3 separate regions of the Sus scrofa genome follow, and all the other regions are linked to region 3. Evidence: chromatin contacts called from public HiChIP or PLAC-seq data. All regions are on one chromosome and are shown on one strand. Each heading gives the region's core, a stretch centred on a gene start, on an enhancer-like site or on the middle of the called end of the contact. The rest is flanking DNA. Distances are from core to core; before and after follow the strand shown. Region 1 holds the start of LOC100156127 (histone H2B type 1-M). Region 2 holds the start of HIST1H2BD (histone cluster 1, H2bd). Region 3 holds the start of ABT1 (activator of basal transcription 1).

Evidence for each region. HiChIP or PLAC-seq counts read pairs in DNA pulled down with a chosen protein or histone mark.
Region 1: a contact with region 3 is called in an H3K27ac HiChIP or PLAC-seq map of alveolar macrophages. The contact joins the promoter of LOC100156127 here to the promoter of ABT1 in region 3. A contact is called at or near these places in 2 of 5 promoter capture datasets (fetal liver and liver), 18 of 47 Hi-C or Micro-C datasets (blood, embryonic fibroblasts, epiblast stem cells and 8 more) and 2 of 2 datasets of contacts at active chromatin or transcription factors (alveolar macrophages and skeletal muscle).
Region 2: an H3K27ac HiChIP or PLAC-seq map of skeletal muscle shows a contact between it and region 3. The contact joins the promoter of HIST1H2BD here to the promoter of ABT1 in region 3. A contact is called at or near these places in 2 of 5 promoter capture datasets (fetal liver and liver), 20 of 47 Hi-C or Micro-C datasets (alveolar macrophages, blood, embryonic fibroblasts and 10 more) and 2 of 2 datasets of contacts at active chromatin or transcription factors (alveolar macrophages and skeletal muscle).

The regions. Positions count from the first base shown.
Region 1 is chr7:20,839,120-20,843,542 of Sscrofa11.1, forward strand. It overlaps LOC100156127 (histone H2B type 1-M), which reads left to right and starts at 3,066. Exons shown (of 2, transcript XM_001927939.5): 1 at 3,066-3,368; 2 at 3,371-3,540. The coding sequence starts at 3,110. The coding sequence ends at 3,489.
Region 2 is chr7:20,819,607-20,823,774 of Sscrofa11.1, forward strand. It overlaps HIST1H2BD (histone cluster 1, H2bd), which reads left to right and starts at 1,484. Exons shown (of 2, transcript NM_001243656.1): 1 at 1,484-1,919. The coding sequence starts at 1,530. The coding sequence ends at 1,910.
Region 3 is chr7:21,022,813-21,027,164 of Sscrofa11.1, forward strand. ABT1 (activator of basal transcription 1) reads left to right here and starts at 1,829. Exons shown (of 3, transcript XM_001926306.7): 1 at 1,829-2,115; 2 at 2,796-3,001; 3 at 3,158-4,352. The coding sequence starts at 1,884. The coding sequence ends at 3,538. LOC102162475 (a long non-coding RNA gene) reads right to left here and starts at 1,745. Exons shown (of 2, transcript XR_002346131.1): 1 at 1,616-1,745; 2 at 1-292.

The DNA of each region.
Region 1 (4,423 bases), core at 1,816-4,315, 180 kb before region 3:
ATATAGATTTCACCTTTACTTATAATGGAAATATATCAAACTCTCAACTAGTGAATTAATAAGGAGGTGGCATGGTAATGCTAATATAAGCTTAAAAAAATAATGGCAATCACTGGATCCCTCTCTCTATGGTTTCCTTTCTTTATACACTTTTTGTCTCTCCAAAATACTATCCTTTCCTCTTTAAATAAATTTTCTTTTTAACCCTACTCTCCCCTCTGCCTCTCCTTCCGTCATGAGTTTTTTTGTTGGTTTTTTTTTTTTTTTTTTTTTTTTTGTCTTTTTAGGGCTGCACCCACTGCATATGGAGGTTCCCAGGCTCGAGGTCGAATTGGAGCTGTAGCCGCTGTCCTACACCATAGCCACGGCAAAGTCAGATCCGAGCTGCGTCTGTGACTTACACCACAGCTCATGTGTTTACACCACAGCTCATGGCAACACCAGATCCTTAACCCACTGAGTGAGGCCAGGGATCGAACCCACAACCTCATTGTTCCTAGTCGGATTCATTTCCACTGCTCTACGACCAGAACTCCACCATCATGTCTTTTTTTCTTACTACCTTTGCCACTTTTCCATCAATCCAGTTTTAATTTTATTTATTTTTCTTTCCATGGGTTAGGTATATGTAGAATCAAAGCTTTGTTTTTACTTTTAATAATCTCAGTTATTAAAAAATGCTTTATTGCCCGTGCTTCCAGAATTGGGAAACCACAACAAACTTTTTTTTTTTTTTTTAAACTCTAAAACAGTCCACCAGTGCAGCTGGAGTCTTCTTAGGAAGGGTTCGGATTCAAGCCAGACTGCCTAAATCATTATCTTAGCTCCATGATTTACATATTATTGGATCTGGGGAAAGACACGTTGTCCCAGGTTCTCTTTGTAAGGGCGGCCGAAAGGACAAGACCCGAGATCAGGCATAAAAGACTTTATTTGCAGGGTATACTACCGGGCTGATTCACAAAGGAGGTCAGCAGTCAGCCTGTTGGGGGAGGGAGATCAGACGTGAGTGCCAAGAAAGGAGGTTTCTGTGCAGAAGCTGATTGGCCATTTCTTATGTTAAAATAGGGTGAAAAGGAAGAGACCAATCTGTGTACTTTCAACAAACTATGTAAATAGGGTGAAAAGAGGAACAGACCAATCAGCTTGGGAGACTTGTTAGTGGGATATGAGCAGAGGTTTAGACACTCTCCTGGGTGAGGTAGTTTTTAAGATTGAGTCACATGATTTGGGGGATGACTTAGTCCTGTCTTAGTTACGTTTCTCCAGAGCAGGGCGAGAGCTTGGAGTCAGGTTTCGTTTTTCTTTTTTTCCTGAGGTGAACCTAACACTCTTGTTTACTTTTTTTTTTTTTAATGGAAAAAGAAAAGAAATAATCAGGTAGGGGTCTATGATTAATTAAATGAATGCAAATAAAGTATGTTGGCTTTATTCAGCACATTGCTACACTGGCTAAACTGGGAATAAGGAAGAAATCAAGAAGTTGAATTCTCCTCAATACGGAAGTGAGAGAAACCAATTAACTATTTTGTGAAAAAGAAAGATAAGATTGAGTAAGCACAGGAGTGTGCCCTTGTTGGTTGCTTGCCTGCTACATGCAGCTTCCTGCTCTGGATTTACTGCACACGCGGGAAGCCTGGGAAGGGTTAGGGATAAAGTCAGCTTCAGGGAGGACACTTCTCTGCAGAAAGGAAAAATGGCTGCGCAGGAGATAGATGGATCCCAGGCTGAGCAAATGTAATCTGTTCCCTGTGGAGATAACTTCAAGATAAAAGATGTATCCTGCTAGGATAAAAGAGAGAGAGTATTTCTCATTCTTGAGATCAAAGATACACTAGCAGAAAGGTTCCTCAGGGGTCTGAGAAAGGAGGGACCAGACCACAGTACCTCCTGACAACTTCTCCGAGAACCTTGTGTTAAATCCATCCTGCCAAAGCCAGAGGAAGCAAGAGCATTGTCCAGTAGAAGGCCTCAGCTCATGGTAACACCAGATCCTTAAGCCACTGGGGCGAGGGATGGAACCTGTGTCCTCAGGGATTCTAAGCAGAGTCGATTCCACTGAGCCAGGACCGGAAAATCCCCTCCACCTCCACCCTAAATGATTTAAAAGGCCTCGCAAGGACATGTTGCTCTCTTCCTCTCTTGCTTCTTTCTCTGTCTGTCTTTATATCTCCCTTTCTCCCTCCCCACCCCACCCCGCCTGTTTTTGTATTTTCTATGCACCTTCTTCTCTCTCTTCTCTCTTTAAATAATTACCTCACTACCTTCAGTCTCTTTGTCAAATTCTTTCTCCAAAAGGGACAAAGATCTGAGGACCTACATCAGGTGGTTAGCGTTCAACATTCTCACCAACAGCCACCGGAGAACAATGGTAATGGCAGAATTATCTGCTCAGAAGCCAGTTTCAGCCAAAGATGATGGTGGTGATAATAAAATTAAAGTAAAAGTGTTAAAGGCCAACCTGCTAACTTTTATTCTTTTATTTTTTTAATTCTTTTCAGTAGGTAGAATGAAGAACTTTCTTATCCGCGCTTGCAGTTAAAAGGAGTGATTTGATCCTCCGTTATGAAGGACATGTGGGTCACGAAATTCTATTCTTATCTCCCTTCAAGGGATGTAATTTTATTTATGTAATTTTATTTCCTGCTATATTTGTGTGTTTTGTGTGCTGTGGGAAACGCTGTCTTTGGTATTTTCTGTACCACCGCAGATCGCCTATTCTCTATTTTTCCTTTCCCTATTAGATTCAAATGTAAAGACAGAGCTTTTCCAGGACCTGAAAAGGAGGTTTAGAAGTCGGAGAGGTACTCGGGCAACTAGCTTTGCTTCCTTTGCAAGTCAAAGCTCTGGAAAGTCATATTTTTTAAAACTGACAAACTAAACGGAATTGTTATAAAACAGTGATAAGATTAAAGAAGCTGGCTTGATTGGTGGAAAATTGACTCAGGAGACCAATGGGAGAGTAGCTCGTTTGCATGCAGCCTGTGACAAACGAACGAATCAGCAGTTTGGAAACCAAGTCTTCATTTGCATAAATCTGTCTACAAATAGGCAGGATCCAGCAGCACAGCCACCATTTTCTTTTCTCTTCAGAGAAAGGGCAGGTAAAATGCCTGAACCAACGAAATCTGCTCCAGCCCCGAAGAAGGGCTCCAAGAAAGCCGTGACCAAGGCGCAGAAAAAAGATGGCAAGAAGCGCAAGCGCAGCCGCAAGGAGAGCTACTCCGTGTACGTGTACAAGGTGCTGAAGCAGGTCCACCCCGACACCGGCATCTCGTCCAAGGCCATGGGCATCATGAACTCCTTCGTCAACGACATCTTCGAGCGCATCGCGGGTGAGGCCTCGCGGCTGGCGCATTACAACAAGCGTCGACCATCACGTCCCGGGAGATCCAGACGGCCGTGCGGCTGCTGCTGCCCGGGGAGTTGGCCAAGCACGCCGTGTCTGAGGGCACCAAGGCCGTTACCAAGTACACCAGCTCCAAGTAAATTTATTTCTAGGCACTGTCAAACCCAAAGGCTCTTTTCAGAGCCACCTCACGTTTTCACAATCTGAGTTGTTCACTAGGACTTTTTAGTTCCTAGAAACTGCATTTAACTCGTGTGAAGGTGGTACTTTAGGAAACACTTTGAAAGTTAACTGTTTTTGTGGTACATCTACTTAACTGTTGTGGTTATGGACAACCGTCCTGTGTACAGGACTCCAGAAACTTTAGCAAGTGGGAGCTAGTAACTGCCTAGGTTTAACCCCAACCTTTGGAACTCTAGATTACCTTTAAAATTTGTACAGGGTGCTCTCTGTGCAAATAGCGGCGCTTTGTGAAGTCTGGTTTTCCGTTTTATGTAAAGCGCCTCCCTATAGTATTTGAGAAGCCATAGTTAGATTTTGAAATCCTGCTCTCTAAAAACTACATCCTCTGTGATGCTGCAGGACCGCGCCCAAGTTCTTTTGGGTGGAATTCCTTTTCTCACTCTTTTAAGCCCTTTTTTACCTAGGTCTTTCAAGTCAACTAAATTTTTAAAAGGCTCTCATCATTGGACTTTTTCTAAATATACAATCTTCTCCCTACTTCCCTGACTCGTTTTACAAAGCGGACCTGCAAAATTCACAGAATTCTATGTTCAGAATAAACAGTTTTAATATTGTGGTCACATAAAATAATCTGCAGCCTCCTATTAGCCCCTATCACTGTCAAGCTCCCTTCCTAGACCAGGGCCTTATTCTTCCTCCAGCTTTCCTGTTCTGTTTATGTGCTTCACAGCCTTTGGATGATTCCCCCCCTCCCCCCAAACTTGATAAAATCTGAAATCTGCTATAGGGAGTTCCCCTTGTGGCTTATCAGGGTTATGAACTCGATTAGTATCCATGAGGACTCGGGTTTGATCCCTGGCTCTGCTCAGTGGGTTAAGGATCCAGCGTTGT
Region 2 (4,168 bases), core at 234-2,733, 200 kb before region 3:
GCTCGAATTGCTCTCCCACGCCCGCCTTCAACATGTCCGAGACTGCGCCTGCCGCGCCGGCTGCTCCGGCCCCTGCGGAGAAGACGCCAGTGAAAAAGAAGGCCCGCAAGTCTGCAGGTGCTGCGAAGCGCAAGGCGTCTGGACCTCCCGTGTCCGAGCTCATCACTAAGGCTGTCGCCGCCTCCAAGGAGCGCAGCGGCGTGTCCTTGGCTGCGCTCAAAAAGGCGCTGGCGGCCGCTGGCTACGATGTGGAGAAGAACAACAGCCGTATCAAGTTGGGTCTGAAGAGTTTGGTGAGCAAGGGCACCCTGGTGCAAACCAAGGGCACTGGCGCCTCCGGCTCTTTCAAGCTCAACAAGAAGGCGGCCACCGGGGAAGCGAAACCCAAAGCCAAGAAAACGGGCGCGGCTAAGCCCAAAAAGCCCGCGGGAGCGGCTAAGAAGCCCAAGAAGGCGACGGGGACGGCCACCCCGAAGAAGAGCGCCAAAAAGACTCCAAAGAAGGCGAAGAAGCCTGCCGCGGCTGCAGGAGCCAAAAAAGCAAAGAGCCCCAAAAAAGCGAGAGCCGCCAAGCCTAAGAAGGCGCCCAAGAGCCCAGCGAAGGCCAAAGCGGTGAAACCTAAGGCGGCTAAACCAAAGACCGCCAAGCCCAAGGCAGCCAAGCCAAAGAAGGCGGCAGCCAAGAAGAAATAGGAAGTCCCTTTGGCCAACGGCTTACAAGCTCTACACAACCCAAAGGCTCTTTTCAGAGCCACCCACAGATCTCCGGAAAAGAGCTGTTGCACACTCTTAAGGGGGCGTGGCTGGGAGGAAAAGGCTGCGAGTTAAAGGGCGGGCCTCCGGGGACGGGAGGTGGGTCTTCATAGCGATTCATTTAAAACCTGTGGGAGGTGTAGCGGGCCGGGTATTTTGTCTGTCCCGAGTTTGGTTGGGTAGAAGGCCCACATCTTGCACACGTTTGGGAGTCAGGACTGATTCCGTTCGTGTTGCCCTAGCGCTATCTTCTAAGTATCCATTGCACAAATGTTAAGGTTAACGAACGTGAACTTGAAGGTGACCCAGCTCACCTTCAAGTTGATGTATGTGGTGGCTGCAAATTATTAGCTGTCCCAGGCGCAGGATAAGGCGTTTGCCCACCAACTTCATCAGCAGGACACTTAGATGGCTGCTAGTTGCGTGCAAACCCAATGCACCGAGTTATTAAAACTAACCCGTTCTAGGCTAAGCAGCCTTCTCTTAGCGGTGAAATACAGAGTGCAACTACTTGAAAAAACTATTTATACTAGCTGTGAGTAGCCTAGTCCAAGCCCTCTGATTGGGTCGAAGCAAAGTAAGTTAACAGCCAATGGAAACGTAGACCTGCAAGTTTCATTTACATTCGTGTTTGTGACGCCACAATAAAATTAATCCAATCGTGAGCGAAACCTTACTAACCTCATTTGAATACCGCATCTATAAATAAATGTGGCCTCACCCTGACTGACTATTTTCCCAGGTGTTAGCCTTGCAGTTCTAACTTTTAACGCTGCTATGCCTGAACCCACCAAATCTGCTCCCGCCCCGAAGAAGGGGTCCAAGAAAGCGGTGACTAAGGCGCAGAAGAAGGATGGCAAGAAGCGCAAGCGCAGCCGCAAGGAGAGCTACTCCGTGTACGTGTACAAGGTGCTGAAGCAGGTCCACCCGGACACTGGCATCTCGTCCAAAGCCATGGGCATCATGAACTCCTTTGTCAACGACATCTTCGAGCGCATCGCGGGTGAGGCCTCGCGGCTGGCGCATTACAACAAGCGCTCGACCATCACGTCCCGGGAGATCCAGACGGCCGTGCGGCTGCTGCTGCCCGGGGAGCTGGCCAAGCACGCCGTGTCCGAGGGCACTAAGGCCGTCACCAAGTACACCAGCTCCAAATAAATTTGCCAAGTAAGCATCTTTACTGTTAACCCCAAAGGCTCTTTTAAGAGCCACGCATGCTCTCAGCAAATGAGTTGTAATTGTTTAATTCCAAAGACTACTTTTTGAGTTCCCCCAAATTTAAAGTTTCGTTGCCATGCTTTAGTGCTCCAATAACAGCTACTTAGGAAATACTTATGAAGAACCTACGCAATAACTATGTGCCATAGGTTGCGGGTTCACTGTGGGCAAGTACCGATGAATTATTTAATGTCACCTAACTAAATGTTAGTTTGCACTCAAAATGCCATTTCAAGGGTACACCTTTCCTTTCCGTGTGTAGGTCTCCAAGTTGATCCTGGCGTTGTTCCAGAACTTGCGGATGACAGATTACCCAGAGCAGGAAACAGCATGCTCTGACAACTTCATTCTGCACTTTTTCTATTCTATTTTTCTTTTTTCTTTTTCAAGCCATGTAGACATATCTGAAAAAAGGCTGAAGACAATGTGAGTTTTCACAGATATATTGCAAAGGCTTTACTGGTTTGCTTGCTTTGTAATTGGTGCAGTTCTGCTTGAGGTTCTGAGCAGCGGCAGGGGAGGTAAAGGAGAAGCCCAAACTATCCTAAAGGATCCGACGGAAGGGAAAAGGAAAGGGAAGCCGTCTTTGAAATCCCTTGAAATCCTCTCAGCTACTCTATCTTCTTTCCCAGAAAGTCCTAATTAATTCTTAGTCCTGGGGGCGGGGCAGCATTCAGCTTTAATATTCTCTGGGTCAAAAGAGAGAAGCCCAAACTCTCAATCGGTTAATGTGTCGGAATCAGGGCTTAAGCCCCCTTTTCAGCACCCTTACCGCTTTACCGAATGTCCCCGAGCATCAAGGGTAGAGAGGAAGTAGAAAGGGAAGGGCAGGCAGCCCCTTCTGGCAGCAGTTGGCTTTTGCTGCACTAAGTCGGATAGCCTTAAGTGTTTTCATTGCTGGGGAAGATAAAACCTCTGAAAGGAAGTGGGGGCGGGGGAGCCTGTGGCAGGAAGGAAAGGAATCGATAATCAGAGGTGGCCAAGAAAATTGCAAAGTAGATGAGGCTGGACTGGGAGTGAAGTGCTGATTGAGATGGAAAATCTCAATGGTAGGCAGTGGTATTGTAGGCTGAGAGAAGAATGAATTTAGAAACTCTAGGGTTCTCACATCTCCCAAACAGAGAGATTCATGGATCATGGGGATAGATTTTCCATAATAAGGCAATCTGGGTACTTGGATGGACAATTAAAATTTAGAAACGTATTTTTTAAAATTATAAAAACAACAAAGAGCCACTACAAAAGTAAGGAACTCTCAGACCCAGGGGTTTGGTCCATGTTGAAACCACAAGCGCCTCAGCTGGCGTCACCCAAACCTAAGCTGTGTTTTTTATGGTGTTATGTGAAGACTGGCCCTGGTGGGGAGCCTGATAAGAACTCTTTTCCAGTGAAGCTGAGACACCAGACCAGAATAAACTAGTAATAAACATGCACACATACAACTCATCATTGATGATTGCAAAGTTGGCCCTGAGCCTTGTTGCCTGGCAAGCGGATGCTACTGCTGAGAATTTGGACTATAAGCCAGCCTTCGCTCTTACTCATTTCATCATTAATACTGCGAGGATTCAAAACACCCAGGGTGCAGAGTTCCTACTGTGGCGCAGTGGTTAAAGAATCCAACTAGGAACTATGAGGTTTCGGGTTCAATCCCTGGCCTTGCTCAGTGGGTTAAGGATCCGGCGTTGCCGTGAGCTGTGGTGTAGGTCACAGACACGACTCAGATCCTTGTTGCTGTGGCTGTGGTGTAGGCCGATGGCTACAGTTCTGATTAGACCCCTAGCCTGGGAATCTCCATATGCTGCAGAAGCAGCCCTAGAAAAGGCAAAAAGACAAAAGAAAAAAACAACCAGGGTGGGAATTTATTTTAGGGATATTCCAAACTGGTTTGATGCCCTTGAGCACCTGATAAAAGCAAATGCAAATCCTCCCTGGAAGAATAAACTTCCTTCTAGGCCCCAATAAATCTCCGTAGATAAATATCCAAGAAAATGAATGAGCAGCTACACAACCAAAATTAACCAAACATACCATGAAACAAGACAACAGGAACAAGAGCAATAGACAATGCAAAAAAAAGCACGAATTAACAGATAATAGATTTCAAGTGACTAAATTTAATATCTTTAAAAAAACTGTAAAATATGTAAGACTACAAAGAATAATCACACAGATTTGAAAAAAATTCTAGAAATATA
Region 3 (4,352 bases), core at 579-3,078:
TAGGCCCCAAGGGGACCCAGAGGACCCGCCGCACCTTAAGGATGAGGATTGCGCCCCCTAGTGGGCGCGTCACGGGGGTAAAAAGCGGCCTCGGGTTTGGTGAAGGCACAGCTCTCAGGGCCCAGCCATCAGCTGGGTACAGCGTGGGCTGTGGCAGTTCTTGTGATGAATGGCTTCAACGCACAGTGAAAATCAGTCTGTGATCTAAGGGCAAATCTTTTGTCAGGGAGGGGAAATGTCCCCCTCTACTCCTCGAGATCTTGTGGTTGGACACGCCGCAATAAAATTGATACTAGATATTAACAGGAGAGAAAGAAACAATTTTAATTCATGAGCCTGGAGGTCTCATAGAAACGGCACCTAAGAAGTGGCCAAAGCAGACAGCTTTTACACTTTTTAGACAAAGAAACAATAAATTTATGAGGAACTGACAGGATAGAGAAACGCTGGTTCCCAATTAGTGAAGGCTCAAGTAGAATTTGGACTTGGGGTACTAAATTAAAGTACGGTTTATGCATCCTTAGCCAAGAATTCTCTCTCTTTGGTGATAATGGTGTCCTTCTACCCCCAAATGCAGGGAGTGCACATTTCACATGAGAGATTTATTTCCTGCTTTCAGGGAAACAGAAAGAAGTGTTAGAGAGTTCCCCTTGTATTGACCATGTCTTCAGTAAACATTAATTCAAAATAACCAATATGCCATTCAGGCACATTTTGGGGTGGCCCACCCTGGGCCCTCAAACCGTGAAAATAAGTCCCAGAGAGAATAAAGCTCGGTGATCCAGGAGGGGGCCTAAATCAGGACCATGTACACATTTGACGACAGGTATTTGTAACGTAAGTATAAATATGAATCATGTATCAATACAAACGTAAAACAGGCACCAAATAAGTTTTTTTTAAAAGAAATAATCGTCATGCATTCAAAATTTTTAGACATCTTACAAAATCAAATTTTATTTTTGTCTTTTTGCCTTTTCTAGGGCCGCACCCGCGGCATGTGGAGGTTCCCAGGCTAGGGGTCTAATCGGAGCTGTCGCCGCCAGCCTACTCCAGGGCCACAGCAACGCGGGCTCCGAGCCGCGTCTGCAACCTACACCACAGCTCAAGACAACGCCGGATCCTGAACCTACTGAGCAAGGCAAGGGATCAAACCCGCAACCTCATGGTTCCTAGTTGGCTTCGTTAACCACTGCGCCACGATGGGAACTTCACAAAATCAAATTTAAAAATATTTTAAAATAAATTTTTTTAAACTAATAGCTCACAAATGAAATTTTCAAAAATGTAGCCAGATTTCCAAAACTTATATTTCCAAAGTTAGGTTACATTTCCAAACTTCAATTTGAAATCTTCAAATCCCTAAGTTAAATTTTGAAAAATAATTAAAATTTCAAAACTCAATTAATTAATTAAAAAAACTGAAATTTAAGTAAACTTTACAAATTGCGTCATCCCCCAACCTGAGTCGCACCTGAGCCCCTTGGGTAAAATACTATGTTGTGTTCTTGCTAGAACACAGAGTCCTCCAAAATTTCCGGAAGAGCCCTCCTCATCCCATCTTTTTACATTTCACCAAGGAGTTCTGTACTGTAAGTTGTACTTGGTGGTCTACCTCTCCAGTTCTGCCTCTTCAGCTCAGGAGTCAAGTCATTTCGCCTCTCCTAATCCTCTGATGCTGCTCCCTTGCTTCGAATCTCCCGGCTGACCCGGGGCCCACTTCCGCCGTCGCCGTTAGGCCTGGAACCGCCCGTTCCGAACAATCCTGTTCTTTCATTTGTCAACCCCTGGACAAACCCCGCCCCCTCGACGCAGGAAGTCGTAAACGGTGCGCGTCAGAGGCGCGGCGCCTTACGGCTGTCTTGCTTTACTTACCGGCAAGCATGGAGGCAGAGGAGTCGAATAAGGAAGCCGCTGTGTTGGAGCCTGTGGAAGGGAACGACCAGAAACCAGAAGCAGAGGAGGAATCTGAAGAAACGGCTGGCGGCAGCAAGAAACGGGTAGTGCCGGGTATTGTGTACCTGGGCCACATCCCACCCCGGTTTAGGCCTTTGCACGTACGGAACCTTCTTAGCGCCTACGGCGAGGTCGGGCGTGTGTTTTTCCAGCCGGAAGGTAAGTGCTGAGGCAGTGGTGATGAGGGGTGGAGGGTGATGCTTGCAGATGGTGAGCACACAGTGCGTGTCCTGTTGCCTCGGCTGCGCGGATCCCAGGCACGAACCGAGCCGGGGCCCCGCGTGTGGCTTTTTTAGTAAATAGGTAGTCCACACTTTCCTTAGGAGGTGGGCCTGAGGTGTGGTTAGCGCAGTATGACTAGTTGAGCCTTAGTTTTCGAATAGCTAACTTTTAGATTTTAATTTCGGCTTCCCCAATCCCTCTTTCCCGAGACGAATTTACCAGTTTGTTAAATGGGTATAGCCTGCAGTAAAATCCCAGTGGCTTTTCCACAAAACTGAACATAACCCTTTGCCATCGCGGTCCAGGTCAAAAGACGGTATACGTACGGTCAGCCGTCTGCAACTTCTTATAACCCTAAATTGGAATTAGGGTTAGAGGGCCATGCTGGTTTTATATAGAATGTTCAGGGCAGATCTGATTAAGGAGTTGACATCTGAGCAAAGGATTGAATTAGACAAGGGAGAAAGGGTGGACCTTTCAGTTCTCCTTTTCTGAGCAAAGATCTTGGGGTGGGATCCTGGCCCTTGGGCAGATTTGGAGACTTCGGCAAGTGGAAGGTACAATTGAGTGGGTGCTGCGTCGGCTTGCTTGACCACTGCTCTCCCTTTGGCTCGCAGACGGCTTCGTGAGGCGCAAAAAGAAGGCAGCAGCAGCCTCCACCACAGGAGGGAAAAAGCGTTCCAAGTACAGCAAGGACTACACCGAGGGCTGGGTGGAGTTCCGAGACAAGCGAGTAGCCAAGCGTGTGGCGGCCAGTCTGCACAACACGCCCATGGGCTCCCGCAGGCGCAGTCCCTTCCGTTATGACCTGTGGAACCTCAAGGTGAGGGCATTGGCTTGTCTACCCCACAGCTCATACTCCTGCCTTCCCAGCCCCAGCCCTTGGACCTCTATAACCTCTCGGTGGCCCTGTTCCTCCCATCTCTTCTCCATCTCTGACCTGCCCTACCCAGATCTTCTCTTGTTTTCCTGTCCACAGTACCTGCACCGTTTTACTTGGTCCCACCTCAGCGAGCATCTTGCCTTTGAGCGCCAGGTGCGCAGGCAGCGCCTGAGGGCGGAGGTTGCCCAGGCCAAACGTGAGACTGACTTCTATCTTCGAAGTGTGGAGCGTGGACAGCGTTTCCTTGCTGCTGATGGGGACTCTACCCGCCCGAATGGCTCCTGGGCCTTCGCCCAGCGTCCTACTGAGCAGGAGTTGAGAGCCCGGAAAGCAGCTCGGCCAGGAGGACGTGAACGGGCTCGCCTGGCTAATGCTGAGGAACAGGCCCGCTCCAATCGAGGGCTTCTTGCCAGGATCTTTGGAGCCCCTGCACCCTCAGAGAGCTTGGAGGACTCCTCTCTGGTCAGGAACTCTTGAGGGGCAGAGAGGCTTCTTCCACCTCTTAGCCCAGCCCTGCATCCTGTCTACATGATATTTACTACCCAGGTGGACATTTTATTGTGTTTCTCAGCAGGAGTCTCTGATGCGTGCTCAGGCATAGGAGTGTTGTCAGCCTCCCCAAACTCCTGTACATGCCTGGCTGGGGCACTTAGTTCCTACTAGCATGATTATAACTACTGTAGACGCCTGTTTTGTCTTGTTTGATTCTTAGCTGCCTGCCTCCTGCCCATCGAAGCCCTCTAAAAATCCTACTTTCTGGCTCCAGAAAGAGCTCTTGCTTTGAGCTAGAGTGATAATGGCTGGTCTAGACAGCTGTTTACCAGCCACAGGTACTGGGTAGCAATGATATCCTTTTTATTTAGAAAAGACTAATAGGGACAGGGACTAATGAGGTAGGAGTGGCGTGGGTGACCCCTTCCAAATGTATTTATAGAAAAGAAAAAAGTATATATTTGATATGCCTTTGTAGTTTATAGGGGGTGGGGATGGTCATTGGATAAGTTCCACCTTCTTTCTGTGTACTGGTCACTCACCTTCACGCCATGTCCTGGTCTAAGAGTCTCCCCTGCTCCCCAACCTTTTCTATATAATCACTTTCGTAGGCCATGTTGTTAATCCTTATTGATTTCAGCATTTACTAAATCACTGTGTGAGGATATAGAGTGACAGTGGGTAATAACACATGGCCCTTCTACTAAAAAAAGACAGGTGTTTAAGAAATAAGTATACAGAAGTACTACAGATACCATGGTAGATGTGCATAAGGGGTAGAGTGGGGCCATGGGAGGGA